Regions from separate parts of the Zea mays genome. Here all the other regions are linked to region 1. The links are chromatin contacts, called in public Hi-C maps. All regions are on one chromosome and are shown on one strand. Each heading gives the region's core, a stretch centred on a gene start, on an enhancer-like site or on the middle of the called end of the contact. The rest is flanking DNA. Distances are from core to core; before and after follow the strand shown. Region 1 holds the start of LOC100216592. Region 2 holds the start of LOC100285562 (glycosyl hydrolase, family 43 protein). Region 3 holds the start of LOC100282574 (ischemia/reperfusion inducible protein).

The links. A called contact is a pair of places that touch in the nucleus more often than the background predicts.
Region 2: a contact with region 1 is called in a Hi-C map of ear, with 1.7 times the contacts expected there. The contact joins the promoter of LOC100285562 here to the promoter of LOC100216592 in region 1. A contact is called at or near these places in 2 of 25 Hi-C or Micro-C datasets (ear and tassel).
Region 3: a contact with region 1 is called in a Hi-C map of tassel, with 2.5 times the contacts expected there. The contact joins the promoter of LOC100282574 here to the promoter of LOC100216592 in region 1. A contact is called at or near these places in 2 of 25 Hi-C or Micro-C datasets (ear and tassel).

What each region holds. Positions count from the first base shown.
Region 1 is chr1:23,070,991-23,075,580 of Zm-B73-REFERENCE-NAM-5.0, forward strand. It overlaps LOC100216592, which reads left to right and starts at 1,889. Exons shown (of 6, transcript NM_001360042.1): 1 at 1,889-2,119; 2 at 3,318-3,627; 3 at 3,714-3,990; 4 at 4,256-4,590. The coding sequence starts at 3,424.
Region 2 is chr1:22,928,231-22,932,844 of Zm-B73-REFERENCE-NAM-5.0, forward strand. It overlaps LOC100285562 (glycosyl hydrolase, family 43 protein), which reads right to left and starts at 2,232. Exons shown (of 3, transcript NM_001158453.1): 1 at 2,099-2,232; 2 at 892-1,480. The coding sequence starts at 1,449.
Region 3 is chr1:22,828,405-22,832,756 of Zm-B73-REFERENCE-NAM-5.0, forward strand. LOC100282574 (ischemia/reperfusion inducible protein) reads left to right here and starts at 2,178. Exons shown (of 5, transcript NM_001155482.1): 1 at 2,178-2,345; 2 at 4,126-4,347. The coding sequence starts at 2,266. It overlaps LOC100276830, which reads right to left and starts at 2,123. Exons shown (of 9, transcript NM_001150539.2): 1 at 1,825-2,123; 2 at 1,638-1,730; 3 at 782-957; 4 at 649-695; 5 at 172-241. The coding sequence starts at 1,994.

The DNA of each region.
Region 1 (4,590 bases), core at 639-3,138:
GAAGACTTGGCTGTGTGCAGCCAAGGGGCTGCTTCGGTCTGGGGCACCGGACTGTCCGGTGGTGCACCGGACAGTGTCCGGTGGTGCACCGGACAGTGTCCGGTGCGCCAGGCCGCCTCGGCCGAAGAGGCCGCTCTCGGGTTTTTCTCCGGCGACTTCGGCTAAAATTCACCGGACTGTCCGGTGTGCACCGGACTGTCCGGTGAGCCAACGGTTGGCCGGGCCAACGGTCGGCCGCGCGATCGGCGCGCGACACGTGGCCGAGCCAACGGTCGGGAAGGTACACCGGACTGTCCGGTGTGCACCGGACATGTCCGGTGCGCCAACGGTGCGCAGGTCTGACTCAGACAGCAACGGTCGGATGCGCTGTTTATGGAAACAAATCGGGCACCGGACAGTGTCCGGTGTGCACCGGACTGTCCGGTGCGCCCGACGACAGAAGGCAAAGATAGCCTTCCAGATGTGTTCTCAACGGCTCCTAGCTGCCTTGGGGCTATAAAAGGGACCCCTAGGCGCATGGAGGAGAACACCAAGCATTCCTACAACTCTTCTAAGCACCAAGACATCAATCTCACGCATTCGTTTCATTGTGATAGCATATAGAGCTCTTGTGGAGTTGTGAACTCTTTGTGTTGCATTGCGAGCTCTTGTTGCGACTTGTGTGCGTGTTGTTGCTCTGATTTTCTAGTCTTGTGTGCGTTGCTAATACCCACCTTACTCCGTATTTCTTTGTGAACTCAATTGTAAGGGCGAGAGACTCCAAGTTGTGGAGATTCCTCGCAAACGGGAAAAGATCAAAGGAAAGAAAAACACCGTGGTATTCAAGTTGATCATTGGATCACTTGAGAGGAGTTGAGTGCAACTCTCGTCCGTTGGGACGCCACAACGTGGAGTAGGCAAGTTTTGTACTTGGCCGAACCACGGGATAACCACCGTGTCAACTCTGTGATTGCTTTCTTGTGGTTATCGTGTTTTGAGTTCTCTCTAGCCACTTGGCCATAATTGTGCTAACACTTAACAAGTTTTTGTGGCTTAAGTTTTGAAGTTTTACAGGATCACCTATTCACCCCCCTCTAGGTGCTCTCACAAACCCTAGTAATTAAGGCTAATACTCAAATCCATAGTACAAACAAAAACACGAGGTTCATTACCTTGCCCTTACTCAGGAGAAGCTTAGTGATCAATCCCTTGTCTTGGTAAATGATGTGGGTGGAAAAGACGAAGAAGACCTTCGTGTGGCTCTATATTCCTAGCGTGTGAATGATTTTGTGGCACTTGTTGCATCCGAGTCAATGATGCAATAAGGAGTGTTAGGTCACCCATCAAGCCTAGTTTGGATACTTTACTATTGACCATGATCTATATATATTAAATTGAATTATAGTATAACTTAAACTAATTTACACTTAATCCACCCAACACATATTTATTGAGGTTAATACACAGTATCCAAATAGAAGCCTCACTCGTGAGCGTGAGGCTAGCATAGTCGTGCCAGTGCCAGACGGTCAGTATGACAATTTGATTTGGCCAGTCAGAAAGATTGGCGTGATCAGAGTTTAGTTTTAGAAGAGAAAAAAACTGTTATTTTTATAAATATTTAAAAATATAAAAAACTATCTTGTTCCACGAATCTTTTTGAAATATATACGGTACCCTGACGAGCAGGCACGTGACAGTGACACCACAGCCCGTTCTTCAGGTTTTCTCAATTACTGGACCACATTTTCTGGCATTTCATGGCAAGGTCCTCGATCAGATCATTTTCACCAAGGATAGACGCGCACAATCATCACCGACATGTGGGGCCTCCTGGGGTCCAAATGAGGCCCGGCCCACTACAAGCCCTCAAAAGCATCGCGCACCTCCATTCCCATCCGGCTATCCCCTTTCAGGCCTTCACCGCTTCAAACCTCGTCTGATCCTCTCACCTGCTCACCGAGTCACCTGCTGTCCAAGGCTCCAAGCACCCGCCAATCGGCCGCTGCCGAACCCGCAACCGGAACCTGCCTCCAGGCTGCTTCCACCGGGCGAGGGCGAGGGCGAGGCACACGCCGCAAACCGCAGTAACGCACACGCCGGGGCACGCCGCACGGCACACAACAAACAACGTGCCCTCGTAAGCGTCTCCTCGGCTCGCCTTCTCATCTGCTCCTATTGGATTTTGCGGGGCTGGGCGTGAGCGTGTGGGCTCTTGTAGCGGGGGATCCATGAGCAGCCAACCCTAGCTTGCCTGGACGGGAACTCTCTACAGCTGTCTTTCGCGATTCTCCTCGGGCGTGGGTTTTGTTGCAGGAGGTGTTTCAAGCTGCATTGAGCCACCGTGCCCGGAGTTTCCTGTCTCTTAGTCCTTCGTTCAGTTGCGGATTTCTTTGCTGCGTTCTGGAGTGGAGGATCGACGTGCTCCTTTCGTGGCTGTTTGATGCTTGTTGAGTTCGAGTAGGTTCGTATTCCTGGTTCGGAATTCAGTAAGGTCAGTTTCTCGCTGCTTGGAACTTGATCCGAGGTGTTAGTTTAATTTCTGAGATATGATCGGGAGGGGATCAGCGGTGCTGCATTTTCTCGGGAGATTGTACGGCGCGCCCGAATCCTGCTCTGCACTGCTGTTTCCTGAAGTGCAAAGAGTGGGTGTCTATTGTCTTGTTGCAATGCAACTCATGTGCATATCCAGTTCTCTTTCTGTCCCTAATGACTTGTTTGTTTTCGGGGGTATGGTTGCCATGGTTGATTGCGATATATGGAAATGGAGGGTGGAATTTATCTCTCTACTATCTGCTGTGTAGTGGGCCATTGCTGCTGTTGACACTCGACGGTAGGATCGGCCGTTGCCCTATATATTTGTGTTATTAGGTCTGTATAGGAGGTGATGATGTTTGTTTACCTTATTACTCGCCGTTAGCGGGAGCGCGAGTGCAAACAGTTGTTAGTCTATCGCCATTAGACTCCCTATTTTAAACTCCACTTTATAACCAATATCGTCTACAGTACAAAACAGTGTTTTGCACACCCGTTTACACACCCGCTGGAGTTGGCCTTAGCCTCGTCACATCTGTTCTACATTTGTGTGCCTGAAACTCTGAACCTCCCTACTGGTTACTACTCCTATTCATGGTGCTGTATTTAAAAAAAGAATCTGAGACGTCACTCTAACTTGAGAAATTAGGAATAGAGAACTGCTAAATCTGACATCGCTCATAGGTCTTCTGTTTTCTGTTCTCCCTTTATATGGAGCTTTATGTGATTGCTCATGATTTTCTTGCTTAGTAGTGTATCTAATTACTGATATATGACTGAGACTTCTTGTTTGTCATTGCTAGGCCCTGCAGTCTACCTGGTTCTATTGTGCCCCGACAGAAGATCCTGAGAGCTAGAGCTGTTTTTTTCCCTACATATAGTTAAGTTAAATTATCTGCACAGCCGAAGATGTCCGCGATCATGTTATGTACCTGCAGCGGGGACCAGTCCAAGTTTGAAGATCTTCCTAGATCGCCAGAATCTCTTGCAACACGTGACTTTTCAGCGAATTGCTCTTCTTCAAAGATGGCAAGTCGAGAAACAACTCCTGATGACAGCCAAGTAAATGAAGTAGAATCAGACCTAAAAGAAACCCTTTCACTAAATTATGAGGTTTGGCTCAACACTTCTGCTCTTCAAACAAGATAAGCTGTATTGCAAAGATCTACTCATTGTATGATTTATTTGCTATGTAATAGGAGGCTCGAGCATTGTTAGGTAGACTGGAACATCAGAGAGGGAACTTTGATGCAGCATTGCAAGTTCTTCAGGGGATTGATATAAGAAGCCTGAGACCACGAATGACCACTGCTATTGCTGAAAGTGTCAAGCCTAGAATGCCCCCACGCTCTTCAAGACGAAAATCTTCACAAGTGAACGGAATGCTTATGCATATGTCCATGCATTCTGTAAGCTTGCTTCTAGAGGCCATACTGCTTAAAGCAAAATCTCTGGACACCCTTGGTAGAGCAGCAGGTATTAACTGGCTATTTGCTCAATGTGCTTTCTTGTATTGTACGTAAGCACTTTCATCTGAAATCTTTACAGTAGCTCTAGAACCATTGCAAATTTGCTGTTGTGCTATCTCTGTTGAGTAGCTATTTTTTTTTTATAAATTAATACTGAAACATATGTATTTGACAACCTGAAGTTTGTTATGCTAGTGTTAACAACTTCTGCAACTGAAAGAGCTTTGCTGTATCCATCTGAATTTTCACTTCGTGCTATCTTGCCATGGCAGATGCTGCAGAAGAATGCAGAACCATCATAGACATTATAGAGTCTGCATGGCCATATGGTGTTCCGGATGGTACTTCTGAAGAGTGTAAGCTAATAGACATATTCCATTCGGCTCTAGAATATCTTCCTAAACTGTGGATGAGGAGTGGTTGTTTTGATGAAGCCATCATCGCATACCGCAGAGCTCTTGCAAAGCCATGGAATCTAGGTTCTCAAAGGTCCGCCAAATTGCAAAAAGAGTTGGCAGTGAGTCTGTTGTACTGTGGCGTTGAAGTGAAGTTCCCTCAAGAATTTTCTCAGGAAAGGAATCTGGTAACCCCTGGGAACAACTTAGAG
Region 2 (4,614 bases), core at 982-3,481, 140 kb before region 1:
CAAAAGCCTGTAACCAGATTTTTTATTTGGTATTTTGCAAATTCGAACCCAAATCTACTGATATTTCATAGTTCCAATTTGGTGTATAAAAAGTGTTAGTTTGTAAGCAAAGAAAATGTTGGAGCTCAAACCAATTTCATATGAATAATAAACAATCGAAATTGTTACTAGGTTTTCATCTCTATGCACCAAGTAACCTGCTTTAAAACAACCCAGTCAATTTTCTCACCTTACCAATAGACCATAACTTCCAATACGTCCCCTAGAAATTTGGCCTCACCAACAGAATCTAAAAGGTCACGAAAATTAGATGTATGCATTAGCACACACTACATATGGACTGAAATGCTCGGTCATATTTAGAGAAATTAAACCTTCTTCTACATATTAGCTTTTTTTTTCAAGTGTTGCACATATTAGTTTTTTTTATCTGTTGCACATATTAGTTTTTTAGGAGTTCCACAATGTTTCTATGTATCTCCAAGTTGGTTTATCTAACGAGAAAGAAAAACATAATCTCTCAAACAATATGATTACTAAATCTTGGAGCAAGAGATTAGTTTGGAACAGCAACGCAACAAACTGCAATTCCTACACGGAAGTTCTGAAATGGGGTAAGTTGATCCTTTCCATCATTCTTCTCCAGCCCACATTTCTGTCTACTGGTCATGTGCAATGCATGCTAAAGTCGAAATTCTGAAAAGGTACTAGCTAGCTAACATAGACGAATTTGATGATGTCAGATTTATATTTTGGGGCATGCACACTAAAAATGCATTTGAGTTAGACATTCACATTAGGTGAAACAATTGAGTTGAGTACTTCTACAGCCAGATACCGTTTGTTTCAGACCACAAATAGGTGCTGATAGTATCAGAAAGTACAACTCACCCTGTCTGCTCCCTTGCTGTGAGCTTTGTAGGTTTTGCCATCCTTGTTCTCCCCGTACCAGAAATAGGTGTTGGTCCTCTTATCATACAGGACACCTCCTCCATGAGCTTGAATTGGTTTTCCATCAGTGTCCAACCAAATTCTTCCTGGGTAGTAGAAGTACATGCTGTCATTTCCACCATTGATTGGATCCACAGCCGTGTTCAGTTCTGGGAAGAACATATCATGCACTGCAGAAGACTCATCCAAGAACTCATCCACTATTGTAGGCGACTTCTTCTCTCCCTTGCGGCGCACAGCCCGGGGATTCCTCCGGCTCCGGGGAGGAGCTAGCCGGAACTTCTCCTCCTCCACCACTTCCAGTTCCCTCATAATCGATCGGCGGATCTCGTGTGTACTCATATTCTCACCCTCCTCCTTATGAATGATGAGAAGATGGAAATTCACAACGACGACCAATGCCGCTAGGCTCCACAGTACCAGAGTTAGGGACCGGTGGGTTGCCGCCGGGTACCAGCGGAAACCCAACGCCTTTGGGTGCCTGCTCCGCATACCCATGGCGCCGCTTAACTACTCCAGTTGACACGCGCTGCAGCAAAAGTGGAGGAGTTGAGCTCAAAAACTGCACAAAATTAGGCTGGAAAGAAACATCAGTTGGAATTTATGCAAAGAGGATAATTCGCGTGCCAAATCAAGAAGGGTGAAATTGGAGCAGAATGAAGCGGAGTTTGGAAATTCTCCGGAAAAGAAATGAGTTTGTTACCAACACTCAACAAACCCAGATTCGTGTTCTACACTCAAGTCAGGGAACTACTAAAGGAAAGAGGCAGGCAACCTTAACAGCTATTAATCATGGCCTACTACCGGACTACCCGCTCCCTGGCCGCCGCAAAAAATGAAGCAACCAAAATGGAGAACTGTATCAACAATCCAGTAACACAGCTCATCATGCTCAGGCATAGATTCGTACGGAGACCAGATAATTCAGCAGGAACCACACACAAACTTATCAGGAAAAGAAAAATGAAGAGGCGAAAAGGAGAAGATGGAGAGAAAGCGATGCTCACCATGGCAGGTTGATCCAGAGAAGCGAAGAGGACAAATGAAAGCTAATCTAAACTAAAACAAACCTGCTACCAGCTAGCTGTAGAATACAACAATAGAACAATTTCAGAAGCTAGCAGATATTAAAATCGGCGCAGCTCACCATGGGCTAGTCCTTGTCGAGATCTTGGCGAGAGATGGTTGGGGCGCCCCGATTAGCTTAGCCCGAGCCGCGATCCCAGGGAGATTAGTGGGGCTGTCTTGGCTTGAGCGGCTGGCAACGCGACCTGATGAGTGGTTTGGTAATTGGTATGGCTGGGTGGCTGCCTTCCTTGCGAACAGTTCGCGAACTGCGGCGTTGCTCTGGAAAGGTCGCCCGTCACATTGTGGTGGGTACGGCGTGAGAGTAGAGTGGAGGGGCACTCGGACACCTGGCTTGTGCCCGCGCAGCGTGCCTTCCGTTGGGTTACGTCCGTACTCGTCTCGACTCTCGAGTATGCCAGGCAGTAGCTGTGCGTTGGTGTCGTGTATACCGTACTCTTTGTAGAGTAAAATAGGAAATAACATAGAGATGTGATAGAAGATATGTTGAGACTGTGTTCAGCGGTTCCCCTAAATTTTTCTCATGTATCACTTTTTTGTGTCACATCATAAACATTTCACCCCCTATTTTTTCATCTCCCGCAGTGGTTCCCTCTAAATACTCCCTCTATACCCCACTACAACTATAAAATATCATTTTCTATATCTACTATCAATTTTTTATCTACTAACAATTACTCGTGGACCCACAGCACAGTGCCGTAGGGGATAAACAATGTTCCCCTACATCCGAGGAGAGAGAAACGATGAACGCTACGTAGAGTAAGGGGAAGGGGGCAGCGATGTGCGCAAAGAGGTGCCCTGTAGCCACCACAGCAAGGGGAGTGGAATGCTCGCGGGGACCGTTGAAGAGAGTCAGAGTATAGGGAGTGAGATAGGGGACCACCTCTTAAGTTTACCAGCTAGGTTAGACAAACCTTATAAAATAAGAGCACGGTAGTTAGTGTTTGGACTAAGAGTCCTAACCAACTAGTAAATAATGTCGTGTGGCCAGTGTCGGGGACCATAATTAGGGGTACCCTCAAGACGCCTAATTCTCATCTGTTAACCCCCATCAGCATAAAGCTGCAGAGGCCTGATGGGTGCGATTAAGTCAGGGATCAGTCCATACCAGCGACTCGATCATGCCTCGCCCGAGCCTAGCCTCGGGCAAGGGCAGCCGACCCCGAGGGGTTTCTGTCTCGCCCGAGCCCCCCCCCCCTTTTAACGGCGGACACATCTCCGGCTCGCCCGAGGCCTTGCCTTCGCTAAGAAGCAGCCCTGACTAAATCGCCGCGCCGACCGACCGAGTCGCAGGAGCGTTTAACGCAAAGGTGGCCTGACACCTTTATCCTGACACGCGCCCTCCGGCAGAGCCGAAGTGACCACCGTCACTTCGCCGCTCCACTGACTGGTCTGACAGAAGTACAGCGCCGCCTGCGCCACTCCGACTGCAGTGCCACTTGACAGAGTGAGACTGACAGGCAGTCAGGCCTTGCCAAAGGCGCCATAGGAAGCTCCGCCCGACCCAGGGCTCGGACTCGGGCTCAGCCCCAGAAGACGGCGAACTCCGCTCCGCCCGACCGAGGGCTCGGACTCGGGCTAAAGCCCCGGAAGACGGCGAACTCCGCTCCGCCCGACCCAGGGCTCGGACTCGGGCTAAGGCCCCGGAAGACGGCGAACTCCGCTCCGCCCGACCCAGGGCTCGGACTCGGGCTAAGGCCCCGGAAGACGGCGAACTCCGCTCCGCCCGACCCAGGGCTCGGACTCGGGCTAAGGCCCCGGAAGACGGCGAACTCCGCTCCGCCCGACCCAGGGCTCGGACTCGGGCTAAGGCCCCGGAAGACGGCGAACTCCGCTCCGCCCGACCCAGGGCTCGGACTCGGGCTAAGGCCCCGGAAGACGGCGAACTCCGCTCCGCCCGACCCAGGGCTCGGACTCGGGCTCAGCCCCAGAAAACGACGAACTCTGCTTCGCCCGACCCCGGGGCTCGGACTCCGCCCTGGCCTCTGCCGAACAACCTCCGCCTCGCCCGACCCAGGAGCTCGGGCTCGGCCTCGGCCATGGAAGACAGACTCGACCTCGGCTTCGGAGGAGCCTCCACGTCGCCCGACCTAAGGCACAGGCCCGCCACGTCCACAGGAAGCGCCATCATCAATCTACCCCGAGCTGACTCGGGCCACAAAGAACAAGACCGGTGTCCCATCTGGCTAGCTCCGCCAGATAGGCAATGATGGCGCCCCGCTAGCCCTGTGACGACGGCGGCTCTCAGCTCCCTTACGGAAGCAGGGGGACGTCAGCAAGGACTCAACCGCTCCGACAGCTGTCCCTCCGCCAGGCTCCATTGCTCCTTCAATAGCCACGACATCATACCAGCAGGGTGCCAAGATCTCTCCGGCTGCCACATTGGCATGTACTTAGGGCGCTAGCTCTCCCCCGCTAGACACATAGCACTCTGCTACACCCCCATTGTACGCCTGGATCCTCTCCTTACGCCTATAAAAGGAAGGACCAGGGCCTTCTTAGAGAAGGTTGGCCGCGCGGGGACGAGGACGGGGCAGGCGCTCTCTTGGGGCCGCTCGCTTCCCTCACCCGCGT
Region 3 (4,352 bases), core at 928-3,427, 240 kb before region 1:
CCAGAGTTTGAAATAAGGACGTACAATGTTACAGATCTATACTAACACTAAAAGACAAAGATGATTCACATCCCCAAAATATTATTACAAGGCTAGAAATGAAGTCTCAGCTGCTCAAGAAGGTTACACTAACACTATGATATGCATGGAAAATAGAACAAGCGGGGATACCATGGCTTCGAAGGTTACTAAGAAGGCCTGAAATTGATGACACTGAAGCATGCCTTAACATGGAGCTAATCTGAAATTGCATAGAAGATGCAAATGAAAGTTAAATATAAGAGCAATGAGTGAATGCACTTCAATCTTTTCAAAAATTGGATTATATTAAGAGATACTATAGAGTCTTCCTTCAAACAGTAAACAATACCAAAACAAATAGTGGAATACTTTTGAATGATGTCATACTGCCCTATTGTTAGTGAGATAATGCTTTAGCTGTTATGTCTCATGCTTCCACAAACTGCATTTGTCAAATCAGTTCCATAGATAATTAAACATGGACGATGGAAAATGTTCAACAAATGATATTAATCTCAGTAGGAACCCCAGTTTTGTCAACGGGAAAAACAAAGTTACTATACATAATCCGAACTCAAGTATTGTTTCCACCAACAAAAAAGTCACAGAGAAGTTGTTAGTTCTTACTGAGTCAACAGCCACAGAAAAATATGTTTTGCCTTCTCCTTCAAAACCTGACATTCATAATGTAAGCAAGTTAGGATTATAGGGTAGAAACAAAGGAACAATAACAGGTCAAATGCTTTATGGTAGATAATACCTCCTCCAAGTTCAGTAGTGGAGGACATCAATTTTGTAACATCCTTCACACTTCTATAAACAGTAATATTATCTTTATTTGTTGAGAACTGCTTTGCACTGTTCCCTTGATGCTGCTGATTTTGAATCTTCTGCTTCCATCCAAGTGGGTCAGAGTAGCAATCCAATATTCTAACACTGATGAATGAGTGTAAGATTGTCATGAACATTTTATCAAAAAGAATGCATTCTGCCACAGATAATGTGACAAAAGAGTATCCAGTTAGCTTGAACGTTTAACTCTTCAGATGGCATATCAAACTGCCAAATCGGTATATCAACTTCAGATTTTAAATTGAAAAGTAGACTATATGAACATTTATGGATTTTAAATTTTAAATTTCTTTGCATAGTGGCCCTACAGCTGCTTCTGGTATTTGTGTTACCAAAGAATCCAAAATCTGATTTTGCACATGCTGAGATACCAATAGTCAAATTTGTGCTCGGCCAACCAAGACGAACAGAAAATAAAAAAATAGCGGTATATTTTAAGAGTGAATGGAAATGCATAAGCTCCCACTCCAAAAAGTTAGTTAATATATGGATCTTCTTTGATCTATGCTTAAGGGCAGCTACATTGGCTAGGCACTAGACCACCCTGATACAAAAGAGGTTTTAGTTTTGCAATCACTCCAAAATTTATTAAATTGCCAATTTTGCTCCAATATATTTTGCCTTGAATAAATATTCTGAATAGGAGACTCAAATTGGAGTCAAATTCTAACACCAATGTCCACGTAGGAGTAACATTCCGTGTGCTCGTTTCGGTCTGTGCACAACAAACAACTTTTGTTTATCATAAATGGTTGAGATCATACCATCGGTCCAAAGCATTTGCGTCAAGGTTGCGGCGGCGCATGAATTCCAGGTACACCTGTGGGCTCCGATCAAACGCCACAACCACCAGTCCCCTGCACCAACAGAAGTTCACAACAAAGCTAATTCGCATCATCAGCTAAATCTGTGCAAAGCCTACGCACCAGGAGGCGAAGAGAATAACAAAACCTGGCCTGCGCCTTCCCTGCGGCGACCTGGGAGGCGAATGCGGCCGCGATGTGGAGCATCGCACCCGCCGCGAGCGGGCAGCACTTGAGTGATCCCTCCACAGCCAGTGCCGGCGCGTGCTCGCCGTCGAGCCGTCCGTCCCGGAGGCACCTCACGACCGCCTCCGCCATCCTCCCCGCCGCCGCCGGCCGCCGCTTAGTGCCTAAACCCTAGCCCCCACAAGAGCCCGAGACGGGTCGCCAAACTCCCGGAAGGCCTGGAGGCAAGAGTAACGCGGGGCCCAGCTGTCAGAGAAACACGGGACCCCTTACCCGTGTCGGATATAATCAAGCCGTCGTTTGACCCCGCCTCGAAACCTTTTGCCGTCTTGCGGCGGCCTTCTGCTCCGCCGCTCGTTCTCATATCTTGCGGCGGCCTGGGGAAAAAGAGGAGAGATCGGAGATGAAGGCGTGTGCGAAGGCTGCGGGGGAGAGGCTGTCGCTGGTCTGTGCTCCGTCAACTAGGCAGCCTCTAGCTCGGAGGTATTATTATCTATCTCTGTCTCTCTGGGGTCAATTCTTCTCCGCTTGCTCCTTAATCATTCGATGCCCTCGTTTCATAATTTCGATATGCTTATTAGGCAATGTTATCAGTTATTTAAATACGTATATAGAAACAAAAGATTGACATGTAGGAGTGCATGCATCCATCTAGAATGAGTTGTTCTGCTAGTGCGCATAAGCATGCCACTGCGGCACTGCCCAGTAGCGGAGCCAGAGTATTGTGCTTGTGCCACTGGGGTCAGGCACTGGCCACTGGGCTTGGCAGTTCTAACATTTTTTTTGTTTGCTTATATGGAAGAGTGATTTGATGGTTTCACAGTTCAAATTGGAAAGCATGAGTTGACCCTGAAAATTACATATACCTCCGGCACTGTCACAAATTGGCGCATTAGTATCTTTATTATTATTACTGGGTTGCCTAACTTTATTTAACAGTTAGATTACTATAATATGCTTTCGTGCTCCTTCGTATGTGCGGAGAATGGAAAAATACAAAATGCATGAACAATTGCACCTCCCAACTAGCTGGATACAAATTATGTGATGTCAAGTGATTCTTTTGAGTTTTGTATTCGATCATCACTGTATCTATAAAGTTAAAAATGCCCACCAGTAGCAGCTAGCCCCGTCCCTAAGATTTTGGTGGCATGGGGCAAAGCAAAGGTGGAGGCCCTAAGACAACATTTTTTTATTATCTTGATTCCAAATCAAACTTTAGCACATTGAACGAACATGAACTATTGTTAGGGAACTAAAATCTGTTATTTTTTAATAAATAAAAGATGTTTCATTGAGATGTTTCCAAATTCAGTCCATTATTCTTCAAGAAATATTCGTAGTGTTAGATTTCAAAGGCAAAAGGAAGAATTTTTTTACCAAGTCCAGAATTCAGGATCTTTTGGACAAACTGTGTATCAATCCATTTGTGTGTTTCCTTTATTTTCCCACATCCAGATAAATGGTTTATACACATGTTACTTAAACCCTAAATAATATAAGAGATGAAAGCAAGGAATAAATCACATGAATTTTATGTTTTGGAACACACTGAAGTTATAAGTATATATTAGAGCCTATCTTGAGTTTTTAGTGGCAGCACAGTCTAGGCTAGACAAAATTTCAGCAGAGAGCTATGAATTGATATCATGAATAATGATTTTGGAACCTTATAAGCATTAAACTGTGTGTGTGGGTGGGGGGTAGTGCTGGAACGCAAAAGGGTGCACCGTGGTCAAAGGTGTATATAAACAATACAATCAAGATTCGTGTGCCTGTATTTTATATATGTACACAAGTAATACTAGCTTGCCTACCTCAGGTCTCCTTGTCATCTGGGTCCCAGGCCATTGGACGCTCTTCCCCTGCTGTTGCTCTGGGACACCTGGGCCTGGTAGTACCTTTATGCTGATTGACCTTGTTGTTACACCGTGCTACCAAGTTCATATCATTAGTATAGATTGGGTCTGCTAATTGATATTCCGTGTACTCTTTACGAGAAAATTGGGATCTTAAGTTTCTTGGTTTGCTAGTGAACTGCAGACACAAACAGTACTGAGAAAATTGTGGGCATGATGAACTTCATCCTCAGTTTTCTAAACGGTGTCACATATTGCTAGTGGAATAAGTATTCCTTGAAAATTATTTGCTTGAGAACTATGTTTTCCATGGAGATTCTTTTTTTGTGCACTGGAGAACTATTTGCTTCTTTTGTCACATTACTATATGGCATAATGACATGATGACACATTCCTATGTTTAGCTTTGTTAAGGCAAGAAGATTACCCTCTCAACATGAGACGAAGTCACAAGTATCCTGCTCGGTTAGGGTGTCAGAAAACACAGCTCACAGAATAGATGCCACAGCAGAAAATATTTTCCCAGCAGTGAAAGATCATGTCTTGAAAGCAACTGATGCAATCAACAGAGGAGAAGTGATTGCGGTGCCTACTGATACCATATACGGGTTTGCATGTGATGCATGGTTCG